Regions from separate parts of the Muntiacus reevesi genome. Here region 1 is linked to region 2. A link is a contact called in public Hi-C data. All regions are on one chromosome and are shown on one strand. The core of a region is the stretch at or near the end of the contact, and the rest is flanking DNA. Distances in the headings are between cores, read along the strand shown. Region 1 holds the start of RIF1 (replication timing regulatory factor 1). Region 2 holds the start of MMADHC (metabolism of cobalamin associated D).

Region 1 (5,921 bases), core at 757-3,256, 1.7 Mb before region 2:
GGATCATAAAAATAAGAACTCAAAGGGACTTTGGAGATTTAGTTCAACTCTTCATTCCAAAAACAAGGAAATTAAGTTAGGTGTTTAGGAAAGCCACAGTATACTCAAATGAGGACAAGAATATACGTCCTCAGTTTGATGCTAAACTACACAACCTCCCTATAAACAAGCAAACAAGATAAGCATAACAACTGTTTTTTAACCAAGCAACAATGGCAGAAATAAGGGTGAGTGAAGATAAAAAAATGAATGTTACCCACACAGTAGATCAAAGACAAAACTACAAAATCATTTAGAAGCACTGTTCTATTAAGAGTCAAGTTTTGGATTCAAGTGGTCACAGCAACTAAATTTACACATGTTAAACCAATTTCTTCTGCAAAGTGGGGATTAAAAAGGAGCCTCAGCTTGACAGGGAGGATTAACAGAAAACAAGAAAATTAGACAGCACTTGATACATTGCAAGTCCTCAAATAGTACTATAATAACCCTGCTGTTATTTTATTTTAGAGTCAAAGTTTTTGAGTGAGTTAGCAAAATCTTTTTCCCCCCACAAAGTAAAAAACTATTTACTATTTACAACAAAGATACATACCTTTAAAACTTTAAATAGCTGAGGAAGTTTTTTCTCAATTTCTGTAATGATTTCTTTTCCATCTTCTCCAGTCATACGACTTAAAAGCAGAAAGAACATTTAAGTTTACGCAAATGGCTGACAGAGTGGGCTACAGTCCATGGGATCGCAGAGTTCGACACAATTTAGCGACTAAACAACTCAGCGCGAATAAACCTCAGAATAACTTGCGGATCCCCAGAGTACACGTTTTGACAGCTTCACTACCTCAAGAGGAAACAAGGAAACCTATCCCTAGTTACAAATTTACTGAAACTTACTAAACATGTATCGTTTTGTATCAATTTCCAAACAACCGACTGGTAAGTCAGAAAAATACAGTCTGCAGGGGAGAAAACAGTGTGAAGCACTTGCGGTTAAATAAAACTCGAGTTATTGCTCTATATTAAAAAACCAATTCTGGGATTTCCCACTGTCCCGAAATACAGGTGGCTTACACTGAAAAACCACTACTCTGGACAAATCCCTCCCAATCAAACTTTTCTTAATCCCCCTCTCACAAGACACACGTGCAGGCTTCCTCATTCCAGACAGACACCTTAAGGGCAGCACCACCTGCACCCGGGAAAGTCACCCAGCACGCACCACCCACCCCACCCCACCCCGCCTCACCAGCGACCCCGGCGTCCCCCCCGCCAGTTGCCGGGCTTCTTGAATACACAAACTCGCTCGTGCCGCACCCGGACGGTCTTCCCCCCATAACCCCTCAGGGCGCCCCACCCCCACCTGCCCCCAACAGGCCTCACCTGGTCAGGGTCAGGTAAGCGTCGGTCTGCTCTCCAAGGGAGGCGGAAGGGTCTTCCAAAGTCTCCAACAGCGGCGCCAGGGGGCTCTGGTCCGCGGCCGTCATGTCGGCCACCCTGAGGCCCGGACCGGAAGAGGAGACAATCCGGTGACCGATGGAAACAGACCCGGGCGGCCCGGCGTAAGTCCGGGCCCCAGACCCACGCTCCCGCCGCGGCCTCACAGCTCCCACCGCGTCCACACCGGGGCCCCTGGCGCACAAACCCAAGGGCCTAACCTCCTCCTGAGCGCCGCAACACGCACCCAGGCCCACGCCGCGCTCCGGTCCCGGCCCGCTCCCGCCACCACTTTCCCGGGCAGCTTTCAACAGGGGGAGGAGACCAGCGGGGGGCGGGAGAAGCCCGGGGAACGAGGCGTCTCGCCGCGAGGGGGCGGAGGTTGACCAGGCTGAGGGTTCCCCGCCGCTTAGCACTGAAACCCCAGCATTCACCCCGACGTACGAGGACAGGCCTGCGTCGTCTCCGCCGCTGCCCTGCAGCACCCGGACGCGGCCACAGCTCGACTTTCCCGGTTCGGGCTGTTTACTCACGCGTGCGGCCCGCTCGCTCCTCGACCAAGATGGCGGCGGGGGCAGGCCCCGTAGCGCGCGGGAGTAAAACAGGCCTAGCGGAGAGAGGCTCGAGCCAATCCAACAGGGGGTGGAGCGCCCAAATCATCGATCGCCTCCCTTCCCCGCCTGTTGCCCCGCCCTGACCCTCCGGTCACCTTGTGGGGGGCGGTGGGAGGGAGGTTGGGCCCAAATTTAACCTTCTAAGAGAGACTTGAAATTCAAAATGTAAGCGGATCGCCCAAGTTCACCAGACTAAATTTAGTGGATCTTCAAACTGCAAGTCCATTATTTGTTGAAGTATTAGCAACAAATCATTTAACAAGAGGAGTTAACTGTACTGTGATATTTAAGAGCAGCGTTTAGATTGGTCTAGATTCCAACCCTAGTTCCGCGTTACCTTGGCAAGTTAATCAACTTTTTTATGCCTCAACTTCCTCCTGTGTAAAATATGGATGATAATAGTACCGACTTCAGGTAAAAGCCAAGTAAGAAAACGCTGGAGAGGCCAGAGACTCTCAGGTTTTAAGTGTACATAACAATGGCCGGGAGCATATTCATGATTCAACTGCTTGCTTCTGCCCCCCACCCCCTCCCGCCTTAGATATTGTGATTCAGTCGATTTAGGATCTACATTCTTCTAATTGGCCTCAGGTGTTGAAGGTTGGGACTTGATTAACACTTAACACTTGGAGACTTAATACTTGGAGAACCTACTTATACCCTTAATGAAAGTCCTTGAAAGAAAGTTAAGTCGTTCAGTCGTATCCGACTCTTTGCGACCCCATGGACTGTAGCCTACCAAGCTCCTCAGTCCATGAAATTTTCCAGGCAAGAGTACTGGAGTGGGTTGCCATTTCCTTCTCCAGGGGATCTTCCCAATCCAGGGATCGAACCCAGGTCTCCCTCACTGCAGGCAGACGCTTTACCGTCTGAGCCACCAGGGAATGAAAGTTCCTACCCTTTTTATAGACCTCTGAGCACTTTCCGCTGCACGCAAAATTGTATCAACTTTAAAATAGGCATCTAAGGCCCAAGAGCAACTGGTCTTTCCACCCTGGCCTCATGGGTGCAGGCATCCGTCTGGAGCCTCTATTTACCCACACTGTACAACTATCAGTGTACTGAATTCAGGGCTGTAGTTTGCCCTGCGCTGTGTTAGCTGCACCAAGCAAAGCGTCTGCCAAACCAAGCGCTCAGAACGTGTTTCTCAAACAAAAAGATGAAGGAAAGGAGAGGAGACAGACAAGTCCTTGTGAGCCAAGCTGTGGAAATTAAAGATTTTAAGAAATAGTTTAAAGCTGTGTCCGGATGAAATGTAGAGACACTTTAGACATAATGGAGGAGAAAGCTTTTCAATGCAGTCTGATAGCAAATCCTTAAATATTTGGAGGGGAATTTGCTCATTTTCTGCATTTTGGCAAAACACAGATACTTAAAGGAAAGGTTATTAGACTGAATGAAATATATGGACAGGTTTGCATTATATTGCATTGAGATTTCAGTATTGTGGAGCTCTTGTGTTGGAAAGACAGAGAGGATCTTGAAATCCTGTTATTTTTTTTATGAAGGCTGTGAGATTAGTGGAAAACACATTAACTTTGTCTTGAGACAAGTATTCAGTACCTCCACCCAATGCTGGTGTGTCTTACTGGGCTTTTCTCTTCTTTCTAACACTTAGTACACTCTGATATTTCATTGTGTATTTTTTTATTGTCTGCTTCTCCCCACTAGAATATCAATGCCTTGTGTGTAGGGCCTTTGTTCTATTTTTTTCCTCTAATTCCTCATTTATAAAAAAGGTTGGGGTGGTCATCTTGCTCCTCTTTCAAGTGTGTACAATCATGCTCTTCCTGAAATGTTTTGTAATATTTTATCATTGTCACTCTCACACCGAGATCCTTTAGCAGTTCCCGTCAATCACAGGATGAATTTCAAAATTCTTGGTATAACATGCAAGCCTATTATTGGGTCCCTGCTTCACCTCCAGCCTGAGCCCCACTTCAGCCAGGTTCTAAACAATCTGCCAAAGTCTGTAAATTTTCTGTGCCTTTGAAGGTCTATGATGTTCTTTGTATTTAGAACATTAAGTCAATTTTTCAAATGTGATAAATGTCAACTAAAGTATACCTTTTAATGAAATCCTTCACTTACCTACTTTATCCCAATGGAGAATTAAATGTCACCATGCTAAGATAGCATGTAAAACTGTTAAAGTATCTTACATATGCCTGAAGTGGAAGAGTTGCAGGTTAGCCTGAGGGGCTTTGGTTCCAGCCATTATCTCAATCATTGCCCCCTCCCTGTTCTTTGGTATTTTCTCAGTCTGATATAAAGTATCAATACTAAGATATCGCAGAGTCTAGACAGATCTCATTCACCACATAGACCCTTCTCCAACATCTTTCCAACTAGATTGCTATACCCAAGCTTCTCTTTTATAGGAATTCTGAAGCAACCACCATGAACCGGCTCCCACTGAATTTTATACTACCTGACACCCAATGAATATTTTGAATTAGTTTATTAATTTGTCCATGTATTAACTCATCCATTCTTTATCTATTCATACAACTAATTTCTATCTTCTCTGCCTCTCCAAATCCCGTATCTCTGTTTCTCCTCAGAACATAAAAGTCTTGCACCCTCAATCCGGTATTCCTGCCCAATTTTCCCATTCTTTATTTAATCACGTATTTGCCAACAACAATCAAGGCTATGTCGTGTCTGTCAGTGACTTCTTTGTCATACTTGTCCCTGTGGTCCTAATGAATCTTCCTCCCTAATAATTCTTAGATCTGTCCACCTGTCCAAATAGAATTCCAGTTTATGACCTAAACATATTTCAGAATTATAATATTGCTTTTCTAAAAACTGTTTCTTACTGAGTGTCAGATGTTTTAATATATAACCTCATTTATTTCTCACAATGGTTCTAAGATGAAGTACTTTTCCTGAGTTTATAAATAAATAATGTGAAGCTCAAAGAGTAAAGAAGTTTAATGTAGTCAAGTATCAGTTCAGTTCAGTCGCTCAGTCGTGTCCGACTTTTTGCGACCCCATGAATCGCAGCACAGCAGGCCTCCCTGTCCATCACAAACTCCGGAGTTTAATCAAACTCATGCCCATCAGTCAGTGATGTCATTCAGCCATCTTATCCTCTGTCTTCCCTTTCTCCTCCTGCCCCCAATCCCTCCAAGCATCCGGGTCTTTTCCAATGAGTCAGCTCTTCATATCAGGTGGCCAAAGTATTGGAGTTTCAGCTTCAGCATCAGTCCTTCCAATGAACACTCAGGATTGATCTCTAGGATAGACTCGTTGGATCTCCTTGCAGTCCAAGGGACTCTCAAAAGTCTTCTCTAACACCACAGTTCAAAAGCATCAATTTTTCGGTGCTCAGCTTTCTTCACAGTCCAACTCTCACATCCATACGTGATCACTGGAAAAGCCGTAGCCTTGATTAGACGGACCTTTGTTGGCAAAGTAATGTCTCTGCTTTTTAATATGCTGTCTAGGTTGGTCATAACTTTCCTTCCAAGGAGTAAGCGTCTTTTTATTTCATGGCTGCAGTCACCATCTGCAGTGATTTTGGAGCCCCCAAAAATAAAGTCTGACACTGTTTCCACTGTCTCCCCATTTTTTTCCCATGAGGTGATGGGAGCAGATGCCATGATCTTAGTTTTCTGAATGTTGAGCTTTAAGCCAACATTTTCACTCTCCTCTTTCACTTTCATCAAAAGGCTCTTTAGTTCTTCTTCACTTTCTGCCATAAGGGTGGTGTCATCTGCATATCTGAGGTTATTGCTATTTCTCCCGGCAATCTTGATTCCAGCTTGTACTTCTTCCAGCCCAGTGTTTCTCATGATGTACTCTGCATATAAGTTAAATAAGCAGGGTGACAATATACAGCCTTGATAGACTCCTTTTCCTATTTGG
Region 2 (5,539 bases), core at 239-2,738:
ACAAACAACTACTCATCTTTCAAAACGCTGACCAAGCATCACCTACACTATGAAGTTAATCCTGACAGCCTTCTGCCATACCGCTGTTCACTCCCACCTCTATCTGACAGGTGATTTTCTATCCTGGCAAAGATGAATAACATATGGTTCCCAGTCTCAAAAAGCCTACAATCATCATTCAGCCAAAAATCTTGTCATATACCCTGGACTAGTAAGCTGACTTGAAGCTGAAATTATCAGGAATGAAAAGAGAATGAGTTGTAAGTAACTCAAATACCCAGCTCACTGGTTTTTCTCAGAAGCCTCTGAGACTCCCAAGGCATGAGCGGGTGTGTGTATGTGTGTGTGTGTGTGTGTGTGTGTGTGTGTCTGTGTCTGTGTCTGTGTGCGCGTGTGTGTATGCACAGTTCTATATGTGTTAACTACATATTAACTGATTTAATATTCATGAACTATGAGTTGGGTGCTATTATTACATTATTCCCATTTTAGAAGAGAGAAAACTAAAAGCCTAAAGAGACTAACTTGCCCAACATGACCCATCAAAAAATATCAGTATGAATAAAGTATGGACTTCAGTTAACTGTTTAAAATACAAATGACAAATTAAAATTATATACTCTCCAGTTCTAATGGAGGTGGATGAACCTATTATACAGAGCCTATTATACAGAGTGAAGTCAGAAAGAGAAAAAACAATATATGCAGATATATCGAATCTAGAAAGATGGTACTGATGAAATTATTTGCAGGACAGCAGTGGAGACACAGACATAGAGAACAGACTTATGGACAGCACTCCGGGGAGACCGGGAGGAAGGAGAGGGTGGGATGGAACGAGACAGTAATGTGGAAACATACATTACTTTATATAAAATAGATAGCCAATGGGAACTCAAATCTTGGCTCTGTAACAACCTAGAGGGGTGGGATGGGGAGGCAGGTGGGAGGGAGGTTCAAGAAGAAGGGGACATCGGTATACCTATGACTGATTCACGTTGATGTTTGGCAGAAACCGACACAATACTATAAAACAATTATCCTTCAATTAAAAATAAATTTTAAAAGTGATATACTCCTTATAAATAAGTCGTGGGATATATATTTATTGTGCCTATTAAAAGTCTGGCACACAGGGGGCTCTATTCTCAAAAACAGTTATTTTCGACATTAAAAAAAAAAAACAGATACAAAGAACAAAAAACTGTACCTCCTAAGAGCAATAAAGTCTTGGGGCAAGAGGAGGCTTTCAAATACAGTGGTGAGTTAATGATCGAAATTAAATGAGTGCCGAACGCAGCTCTGGAGCCTCGATCTCCATCCCACATGTCATTATCCACATCTCACCTTTCCTCCTCCTACGTGGGGGCGGTGGACTATCCAATGAAAGGGTGGTGCTACGTGGGCCTGCCGTGCGCGTGCGCAGCATCGGCTCGGGGGGATCATTCCCATCCATGCGCTCGAAAGCAACTTGTTCAGTCTGGTCACTGCCAGCGTCAGCGCTACATCCGCTGCCGTCGCGCCGCCATTTTGAAGACGGGAAGAGTACGGGCCTGGGACCGCTGGAGGCGGCTGTGGCGGCGGCGACCGGTACGGACTGTTTCCGCCCGTGTCAGCCCCTCCAGATTTGCCCATCTTTTGGCCACAGCGCTCGGTGTTGCCCCTATACTCACAGGGCCCCTGTCGCTGTCCGCGGTTGCCCTGTCACTCTTGTCGTTAAGATCATTTTCGCTTCCTCAATCTTCATCTTTACTGGACGCTTTGCTTACAGCTTGTTTAGAACCCTGATCGGTGTTAAAATACCTACTTGGAGCCTCAGGACTCCATCCTGGTGGACGGTCCCTCTTTCCTCACCCGGACCTAGTCGGAGTTGTCTTCTGCAGACACACCGGGTGGGCCGAGAGCTGCAAGGCCTCCTGTGGGCAGCGACTTGTGCCCTGTGGGGGGCAGGGGGCGAATTCCGCTCTCCTGGGGTCCGGGGACAGCTTGGACTTTGGTCCTGTCGCGGAAGAAGGGACACCCAGTAGGCGATGGTGGACATTACCCGAGTGATCTGTTGTTAGAGCTTAATCAGTCACCGGCCTGTTTTGTTTTGTCCTTTCCCAGGAATAACTTTACAAAAGGGAAGATAATTTTCGTCTGCCCTTTCCACCAGAAATGGCCAATGTGAGTAAATTAGTCTCTTAAGAAGCAGTACAGTAGTAAATTATTTTGGGCACTCGTTAAGAAATGGAGGGACGGGTTTAATTATAATGGCATTGATGGCATAATGTTTCTTGTACTTGGTGAATCAAAAATGTCAAGGGAAGCAAGGGGTGTGAAATTAGGTCAATATGCCTTGAAGGTAGTTTGAACACAAACATATTTCCCAATACTTTTATTTATTTATGCAATTCCTTTTGAGAAATAAATTCAGTGCCAGCATCCTTTCAGTAATTTTAAAAGGCATTATTTTTGTAAATACTTAGAATCTATTTTTAAGCCAGTTTCTGTTTCCTTAGGTAAACTGAAGATTTTGTAGCAGTTTTAGTATAGGAAGTAACCTTACAGTTATTACAAAATGAGAGCAAGAGAGATTATTCTTATAGACCAGAGGTATTTATTCACGGTAACTGTCCAGTGATAACTTAAACGCATCGTGCCATAGGGGTCATAAAACATACATGAAAACTATTATAGTAACAGTAGAAACAATTTTAAAAGTTACACAGAGGTACAATACAGATTCAAAGCTTTGTGGAGAGGGAAAAGTAGGGGTTTGGGTTCACTTAAACAGAGAAGCGTTTGAATTTTGAAAGATGGGTGAGATTATCTAAACCTCACCCAGAACAGGTATATTCAAAGACACCCCCTGGCCCCGCCCCCCTTCAAAAATCAAGAAGTCATTTCTGTCTTCCTCAATGTAAGATGTGTGAAAGAGATGAGTGGGAAATAAGGTTGGATTGAGGATTTGGGATCAAGTAACAAGAGTCTTGGGGCTTCCCAGGTGGCTCAGTGGTACAGAATCCACCTGCCAAGCAGGAAACTCAGGTTCCATCCCTGGGTCAGGAAGATCCCCTGGAGTAAGAAATGGCAACCCACTCAAGTATTCTTGCTTGGGAAATCCCATGGACAGTGGAGCCTGGTGGGCTACAGCCAGTGTGGTCACAAAGAGTCGGATGCGACTTAGCAACTAAACCACTAGCAAAGAGTTTTGAATGATAGACTTGGTAATTTGGACTTTAGTCTTTAAATTTTGGTGATTTAATTAGAGTTGTGTGTTAGGAAAATTAATATAGTAACAGTTAGCCAGGATAATATTCCTGTAGTTGAATATGATACATTAATAATCTAATGATGAGACTCTAGGGCCAGGGGAGGATGCTTAAATTTTCAGGTGGACAGAATGCTCTAGAGACAGGCCTTGCATTTTGGAGACATCTGGAGGAGGTTCAGTTTATCTGGATCTTGAAGAAAAAGTTGGAATTTATCCAGCCTAAGAGAAGGAAAAGGGTATTTTAGTGGAAGAAATCTTATGGCAGTATAAAAGACAGAAATATGGAAATGTGTAGGTATTTTTATGTGACTGAAAAGTGGAGTAAGAGAAGGGAAGATAAATTAGTAAGAAATTCTGTCAGAGAGGTAGACAAGACCAGTCAAAGAACAGACAGGTTGGATTTCAGAATACTCTATGAAAGGGAAGAAGAATGATTCCAAAGTATCAAATGGCTAGACTATTTCAGCCTCCTGGTAACTAGTTTCCATACCACCCCTCTAGTCCCACTCTTTTCTCTCCACTGCCCTTAGTTGTACATTCCTTAAGACATCCTTTATTTTTATCAGTTAACTCTCTTCCTCCCTGCCTACAGGTTAAAATTCTGATGTATTATCTTGTTGTAATAGGCCCTTTCCTATCTGTGTCACAAAGTATAAAGCCTTTTATAGTTGCTCATAAGTTAAATTTCAAGCCTGTTCTTTACTGCATTACTTTATATCCACCTTCAGTGAACCTGCCACTCTTTGAAAATGACCTCCATACCTTTCTTCCTGAAAGGCACTCATTGAAATGAGTACCTAAATTTCTGTTTCTTCACAACCCAGTATATCCTTCATGAAACTTTTCCTATGACCTCAAGGACGTCTTAATTGTTCGAATCTTTTAATAGAATTTCACAGATGATATGGTATTTGTTCTTAAGTGTTTTCCTCTAATCTAAGAATCAGCAGTGTTTTTAAATATAAAGGGCCAGGTAGCAAATATTTTAGGCTTTGTAGGCCAGAGTCTCTGAAATAACTCTGCAATTATGACATGAAAGCAGCCATAGACGATATATAAATGGGTGGGGCAGTGTTACAGTAGAACTGTATTCACCAGAACAGACAGAAGGCTACAGTCTGCTATAGTTTGCCAACCCCTGCATCAAAGTTATTCTGACTCTGCTATTTTGATTAAAGTTTATACATGAAAGATGTTCACACATTCATATGGTAACTGACCTGAGTCTAGGAAATGAACATAGGAGCAGAAAAGGTATCATAAAGATGTATGCTAAACTGGAGGAAAGTGGACATTGCCATGAAATCAAGAGAAAGATAGCATGGGAGATAATCAGCACAATCTGATAGCAGTAAAAGAAGAGTTAGAAAGTAAGTCGATTTTTTTTTTCCTAGGAGAGGTTTTGAAAGTTCTTTATTTTGAGAATAGAAGACTTGCTAGCTGTGCCACTTTTTTAGTGGTGCTGCTGAACGGAGCAACTTTTGAAAGTTCCTGTTCTTTCCGTATGGCACTCTTGATTCTGGCCTTGCTAGGAAAGCCATATATTTTTACCCAAATAACTTAGTACTTGTGTTGTTTTTTTTTTAATAATTGTGTTTATTTTTAAAATTATAAATATGTGTGATGCTCATGTGTTATTGGCAAGTGCTCAATAACAGTAGAATCAATGTTGGTTTTAAAAGATACATTGCAATGTGAGGATTTGCCCAAGATTGTCTGTGTTAGTATAACATTTATATCCAGAATAATTTTGGTTTTTGTGTCATTCTTAGGTACTCTGTAACAGAGCCAGACTGGTTTCCTATCTCCCAGGATTTTGCTCTTTAGTTAAAAGGGTTGTCAATCCCAGAGCCTTTTCAACCGCAGGATCTTCAGGTTCTGATGAGTCTCATGTGGCCACTGCACCTCCAGATATCTGTAAGTAAAACTTATTTTTGTTTTACTTACAATTGTTTCATAAGATTTGTTATGTTTCCTGTAATATTTCTTCTTGAAGTTTTACTGATCTTCTAAAGTTGAGTTTATCCCTTTGAAAGTAAAATCAGAGCTCTGCCTAAATATTTATGCCAGGAAATTACAATACTTAAAAAAAAAAAAAAAAAGAATGAATATTGATTTCTAAAATTTACTTTCTTGAACTTTACGTTTTTTTCTAATCTATATTCAAACACACACAGTCTTCCCTGAAACAAATCTTCTTTTGATCCTATTAAACTATGTTACTACTTCTTGCCACTCTTTGCTGAATTTCCTAAATGTAGCCATCACTTTTTACTAACGAGT

The links. Hi-C and Micro-C count contacts between places; a contact is called where the count stands out from the background.
Region 1: a Hi-C map of blood shows a contact between it and region 2, with 6 times the contacts expected there. The contact joins the promoter of RIF1 here to the promoter of MMADHC in region 2. A contact is called at or near these places in 2 of 3 Hi-C or Micro-C datasets (blood and muscle).

What each region holds. Positions count from the first base shown.
Region 1 is chr3:226,658,532-226,664,452 of mMunRee1.1, reverse strand. RIF1 (replication timing regulatory factor 1) reads right to left here and starts at 2,006. Exons shown (of 36, transcript XM_065931523.1): 1 at 1,968-2,006; 2 at 1,381-1,494; 3 at 596-674. The coding sequence starts at 1,484.
Region 2 is chr3:225,002,367-225,007,905 of mMunRee1.1, reverse strand. It overlaps MMADHC (metabolism of cobalamin associated D), which reads left to right and starts at 1,488. Exons shown (of 8, transcript XM_065931516.1): 1 at 1,488-1,590; 2 at 2,107-2,166; 3 at 5,029-5,173. The coding sequence starts at 2,158.